Linked DNA regions of Mus musculus: region 2 is linked to region 1. A link is a contact called in public Hi-C data. All regions are on one chromosome and are shown on one strand. The core of a region is the stretch at or near the end of the contact, and the rest is flanking DNA. Distances in the headings are between cores, read along the strand shown.

The links. Hi-C and Micro-C count contacts between places; a contact is called where the count stands out from the background.
Region 2: a Hi-C map of bone marrow-derived macrophages shows a contact between it and region 1, with 3 times the contacts expected there. The contact joins two enhancer-like sites. A contact is called at or near these places in 15 of 484 Hi-C or Micro-C datasets (the G1E-ER4 cell line, the N1E-115 cell line, bone marrow-derived macrophages and 8 more), 1 of 115 datasets of contacts at active chromatin or transcription factors (fibro-adipogenic progenitors) and 1 of 9 other capture datasets (adipose tissue).

Annotation. Positions count from the first base shown.
Region 1 is chrX:162,541,179-162,544,447 of GRCm38.p6, forward strand. The region is part of intron 5 of Reps2 (RALBP1 associated Eps domain containing protein 2); the gene reads right to left. Among named protein-coding and RNA genes, the nearest start is that of Reps2, 100 kb to the right of the region's middle. Within about 2 kb of position 1,578, at least 7 of the 459 cell types and tissues checked have an H3K27ac peak or open chromatin away from gene starts, as enhancers often do. A contact at or near this core is called in bone marrow-derived macrophages, where this site is marked.
Region 2 is chrX:162,708,673-162,711,941 of GRCm38.p6, forward strand. No RefSeq gene overlaps it. Among named protein-coding and RNA genes, the nearest start is that of Gm15201, 26 kb to the right of the region's middle. Within about 2 kb of position 1,764, at least 2 of the 459 cell types and tissues checked have an H3K27ac peak or open chromatin away from gene starts, as enhancers often do. A contact at or near this core is called in bone marrow-derived macrophages, where this site is marked.

The DNA of each region.
Region 1 (3,269 bases), core at 328-2,827:
AATAAACAAAGACTAGAAGTCCCACTGGAAATGCTGACTGCCTGAGAAAGGACAAGAAGCAGTTGCTGGGCAGTGTGGCTTTAGGTGAAAGCAGAGGGCAAACAATACAAGTGCCCAGGAGCCATATTTGAGAACACAGATGACATGGTAAGAACCATGAGCAGTGACAGATCAAAGTCAGTATACGATGAGCAGCTGTGAAGGAGATAACTAAATGTATTTTTAACTGAGCCTAAAAACATAACACTTGCACATAATAATGAGTGGTATGTAGAGTTTCAACACATGTATACATTGTAAAATATTTAAATCTCTTGCCTGATTGTATTTGTAGGGTCTCTATTGTTTCCAAGCATGGTTTCAGATACCTTTAATCCCAACACTTGGGAGGCAGGGACAGGCACAGGTGCTGAGTTCTAAGCCAGTTTGGTCTATACATAAAATTCCATCCCAGGCAAGGCTACGTAGTGAGATCCTCCACGACCACCACCCAAAGAACATTGTCTGCAAGAGGATGCTGGCTAGAAGGTGACACGATAGGGGTTAATAGCCCAGATTCCCTGACAGATGATAATTGCCTGGACCAAGTCAAGCAGAACAGGTCAGCATCTCTCGCACATAGAATGCTCAGGACTTGGTAACTGAATAAGCATGAGGGGTGAAGGAGTTAAAGACAATGACCAACATTCTGGTCCATGGTAATGGGTGGTAGAACAAGAAGAGTGAGGCTGGGAGCTCTTCTGTGAGGAAGATCAATCAGTTGAAAGTCACAGGGAGCCATCTAAGACTGTTTGGCAGATGGTGACACATCAACACCACACCCTAGTAGCTAAAGAACAGTAACAAGGCAAGTGATTTCAAGGACCACTGCATTAGGAGCAGGCAGTTAAGATATTGCAGCAAAGGTAGCCAAAGAATCAAGACTGTTATACCCAATGTGGTTTTCAACAATCCTAGTAAAACAAAGAAACAAGTGAAAGCAGAAGTTGTAGTTCTAAATGTTATGAAGACTGAGTCATAATCTACATGCAAAATGTACAGACTGGCTTATGAGAAATGCAAACCACAAATGACCTCTGAAGATCTGTTACCAGGTAAAGCCAAAGACTTGCGATTGATTTTTAAAAACCCCATCTATTCACCAAAGCACTGTCTGAAACTTTAATGAGGAAACATATCTATTCTTTGAACAAAAAAGTGACTAAAATATTCAGGAAAAAGACTAACAATTCCAAAGTATAGAATTTGACATAAATACCTCCAAAATGCTAAACCCATGGGCTATAATAGCACTGGCCATGGGTCCCTAAAGGTCTGCACTAGGACTCTGAGGCCATGTCCCCTCTAACTTATTTATGGTGTTGGCAGTGATTTGAAATCAGAGTCTCAGGCTGAGGCTGGTCTTCCTGCTGTGTACTACTGTTCCCAGTTTAGGAAGTGCTGTGGAATGAAAGACGTGGTTTTTGCTATGCTGATCTAGCTGGCACTTTACCAGTGAACTATAGCTGCAATACCCCACTGTTTGCAGGAAAGGTTTGAACAGAAGGTGACAAATACAGCTAGAACAAAGAGAATAGATTGTCATCAGCATAGGGACATGGCACCATGAGGGGAATTAGTCACTCTAACTTGCTTAGCACTATACCCAATAAATATTAATCCCCCACCACCAAGAACCTTCACTTCAAATCTCATCCCCATGACTAATTCAAACTGGCATTTTGCTTTCTGTAACATGGAGTTCAGCCAAACCAGACTGACAGGCACAAGAAGGAAACCTAAGAGCTGAAGAAAGGAAAATACACCCACCACAAAAACCACAGACTGCCATCCTGGGCAAGAAAGGTCCCTTGCTATCATCCTAAATAGAAGGCCATGCTTCCAACAGGTGGTAGGAGAACAAACAAACATTGAGAGAGTCACACTGGCATACTGCTAGGATATATTGCTAAATCCATACTGTGATGTTAATGCAACAAAAAAGGAAAGGAACTTGCTCCAGGTCATGTGGAGTCAGGGGGGCCCTGGGCAGAACCTGTTTTGTTTTGTTTTGTTTTGTTTTGTTTTGTTTTTCCTGTGCTTCCCAATAGTGAGTTGTTGCCAAACATCCATATCCAGCCTCAGCTGTCCCCCAAATTCAGACCCATAGAAACACAGAACTCTTGTTCACCTCCTCTGAGGTCTCTCCAAAGCTCCAGGGCTGGCATTCAACACTGAACTTACAGCTGGGATTTGTTCTCAGCACCGTTTCTTCCAGTCCTTCCTTGCTTAACAGATGACAGTACCATCCAGTTCCGGAGCCAGTAGCTGAGGAATGGTGTCCACTGCTTGAACTCTAGCCCATCCACTTCCCAGCTGTGATCTTTGGAAAACTCAATAAGGCATCTACACCTTCAGCTTTGTCATCTAAAATGTTAGCTATGATGCAATCCCAGAAGACAGTGGTGAGTGCTGAGTTAATGTGCACAAAATTCTAAGTACATAGAAAATGTCTGTGTACATGCAGCTCTGTCTGCTTTCTGATCTGTTCCCCATCCTTACCACCTTACCTAGCTAATACTTCTGTTATCCTTCCCACTTCAACTCTATGTTACTCCCCAAAGAAGTCTTCTTTGACTAACCTGTCTGCAAGTCTAGGTTATATTCTATTGCCATTTTTTCACCTTCAAAGTGCAGCATAATTTTCATTCACATCATATACTATAACCATATGTTGTCTTTGTGATAGCTTGATTAATACTTGTGTCCTACAGTAGCCTGAAAGGTCCACAAGGGTGGGGCCTACTGATGGCCAACATCATTTAATATAGTATCTGGTACTTTATAGGTATTCACTAAGTATTTGTCAAGTGAAGGGTTCAAGAAGCATATTTCTCAGCAGAAAGGAAATCTAGAGATTAGAAGACAGATCACAAATCCAAATAAGGGATCACGGCCATGCTTCCAGGGAGCTTGGTAGGAAGGGTCCAGTGAGCCCCATCCTACCCCTGTGAAACGGAAGATTCACTGCTAAATTTGATCAGAGTTCTACCCACTCAAGATTTCCTCTCCACAGAAACAGAACATACTCTGCAGGAACCTGCAGGCCACACCTTAGAGAGTTTTGAGAGGATTCCCTCCAATCCCTTCCCTAATGTAAACATGCCTCCCCAGTTTGTGTGGTTCTCATGTTTAAAGGCACATATTTTTATACCATGGGATCTCTAAAACATAGCCAAGTACTACATCTGGGGTTCAGCTGAAGAAACAATCTTGCATTACAACTTGAG
Region 2 (3,269 bases), core at 514-3,013, 170 kb after region 1:
AAAGGGCTGGGGAGGGCTGGGGAGATGGCTCAGTGGGTAAGAGCACCCGACTGCTCTTCCGAAGGTCTGAAGTTCAAGTCCCAGCAACCACGTGGTGGCTCAAAACCATCCGTAATGAGACCTGACTCCCTCTTCTGGAGTATCTGAGGATAGCTACAGTGTACTTACATGTAATAAATAAATAAATAAATAAATAAATAAATCTTTTTTTAAAAAAAAGGGCTGGGGAGATGGCTCAGTGGGTAAGAGCACTGACTGCTTTTCCAAAGGTCCTGCGTTCAAATCCCAGCAGCCACATGGTGGCTCACAACCACCCATAACGAGATCTGAGCTACAGTGTACTTATGTATAATAATAATAAATAAATCTTTTTTAAAAAAAGAAGACTAAAAAGTTAGGAGTGGGGGCTGGAGAGATGGCTTAGTAGTTAAGAGCACCGACTGCTCTTCCAGAGGTCCTGAGTTCAAATCCCAACAACCACATGGTGGCTCACAGCCATCTGTAATGGGATCTGCTGTGTCTGAAGATAGCTACAGTGTACTCATATACATAAAAAAAATAAATAAGCCTTTTTTTAAAAAGGGCATGGACCCACACCCAACTATTTTTTTTTAAGTTAGGAATGGGACTGTGGAGCTGTAATTCTAGTACTTGGGAGAGGAAACTGAAGGATCAGAGGTTTAGGGCCATCCTCAGCTTCACAGTGAGCTCAAGGGCAGCCTGGGTGCTTGAGATCTTGCAGTTTCTTCTTTTGTTTCAAAAAGACTTAACCCAGCATGATAGCATTCACCCATAGTCCCTGCACTCCAGATGGACCTCCGTGAGTTCAAGGCCAGTCCAATCTATATAATGAGCTCCAGGCCAACGCCAACCAGAGTTACATGTTAAGACCTTATCTAAAAAAGAGAGAGAGACTTATTTTGGCAAAGTTATAAAAAACAATTCTCCCATGTACTTCTTATTGCTTTAAGAAGATGAACGAAATATAGATGCCTTCATCTCTCTTTGGAGCTTAAAAGACTAGAATTTAGGGCTCAAACACAGTGGCATGAATCCGTAATCCCAGCAGTTTGGGAAGCAGGGGCAAGTGGATGTCTGATAGCTCCAGGCCAGCCAGGGCTACATAGTGAGACTTTGTCTCAAAAAAAAAAATCACTAAAATATCATTACATTTTTCTCCTCGGTCCAGTTTATTTATTTAGTTAGTTAGTTTGTTTGTTTGTTTTGAGATAGAGTCTCATTCTGTAGTCCAAGCTGGCCCTAACCTCATGACCTTTCTGTCTCAGCCTCTCAAGTTTGGGATTACTGTACATGATGATGGTGGTGGTGGTGGTGGTGGTGATGGTGGTGGCGGTGATGATTAATGGGACTTGGGGGGGCTTTCGTGAGGTTTTGGGGGTTTGCTTGGTTGGTTGGTTTTGGTGGTGGTAGTGATATGTTTTGGTTTGATTTGATCTTTTACTTTTTCCTTTTTTAGATAGGGTGAAACTATGTAGTCCAGGATGGTCTTAAACTCACTATGTAGCCAAGAGGCCTCAAAGGTCTGACCTTTCTACCTCTTCCTACCAAATTGCTGGCATTGCAGGTATGAGCTACCATGCTCACCTCTTGGTCCAATTTAAATGCCATTTTGAAGCTCTCAAATAGTCTATGAAATGTGGAAGCTCCTGACCAAATTCTTGTGCTTATAATTTTAAAACTCCCATTAGGGAAAATGCTAGTCTTGCAAAGCTAACCACAAGCTGTCAAACAAAAAGAAATGAGAACTAAGCCATTTGCCGTGTTAAAAATAGACATTCCAAATAGTAACAGTTCCACCCTGAATCCTGGTGCTTCGCATTCATTTCTCTCAGAAACACTATTACACTTTTCTTAAATAATTGATTTTTGTCATGTTAAGTGTTGTAAGATTTTTTTTAATTGATTTGAGATAAGGTCTCTCTATGTAGCCTTCATTGGCCTGGAACTCACTACCTAGACAAGGTTTGTCTTCAAACTCAGAGAGAGCTGCCTGCCTGTACCTCCCAGGGTGAGATTAAAGGTATATACCACTATGTCTGGCTTCTTTTTTTTAAGTTTTATTACATTTTTATTTATTTTTGAAAGGAGGACATGCTACAACATGTGTGAATTTGTGGAAGTCCTTTTTCCTTCCATCATGTGGGTCCTGTGGATCAAACTTGGATTTTAAAATTTTGTGTCTTTTATCTGCCTGAGTGTTTTTACCCACGTGTATGTTTGTGTCATATGACTCCTGGAACTCGATCTATGGATGATTGTGAACTACCGTGTGGATGCTGGGTATTGAATCCTGGTCCTCTGCAAAAACAAGTGCTCCTAACCCCTGAGTCATCTCTCCAGCCCCTGCTGTTATAAGTCCTAATGGGTACCCATTTCAAAGGAAATTGCTCAAGTCTTCCTTTTTGTCCTCTTTTTTTTAAAGATTTATTTATTATTATACATAAGTACACTGTAGCTGACTTCAGACACACCAGAAGAGGGCGTCAGATCTCATTATGGGTGGTTGTGAGCCACCATGTAGTTGCTGGGATTTGAACTCAGGACCTTCTGAAGAGCAGTCAGTGCTCTTACCCGCTGAGCCATCTCGCCAGCCCCCCTTTTGTCCTCTTAACATGTGATTTCTACATGTCAGGTTAAGCTTGGTTGACTTCTGTTAAGGCTATATGACCCTGCTGGCAGTATAAACTACAGCAGGGCTTTTTTCCCATAAAACTGCTATGGAGTTTCTAGGATTTCAGGGGTCTTTAGGACTTATTTTAAAAGTCAATAAAATGAAATAGAGCCAGGTATGGTAACATTTATTTATAATTCCATAACTCAGGAGATGGAGGCAGGAGGAGCAGAAGTGCCAGGTCATTCTTGGCTACATAACAAATTCAAGGCCAGCCTAGAATATAGGAGATGCTGACTCTAAGGGAAAAGAAGGGAGAAGAAAAGAAAAAAGGGAAGGAAGAAAAAACAACATAAAAACCTCACAAATTATATATGCTTTGAGACTGCTTGACTTACTTGGTTCATATAAACAATCCTACAATTATGTATAAATTTCAAGTAAACTTTAATTCCATGAGAAAGATTTAGCTATGAGAAAAAAAATGCCTAAATCAGCTGTGCTGGCTAGTTTTTTGTTTTGTTTTTTCAAGACAGGGTCTCACTATGTTACTGACTGTCCTGGAACTCACTACGTAGACCAGGCTGACCTCAAACTCATAGAGATCCACCCGTCTCTGCCTCCTAAGTGCTGAAAT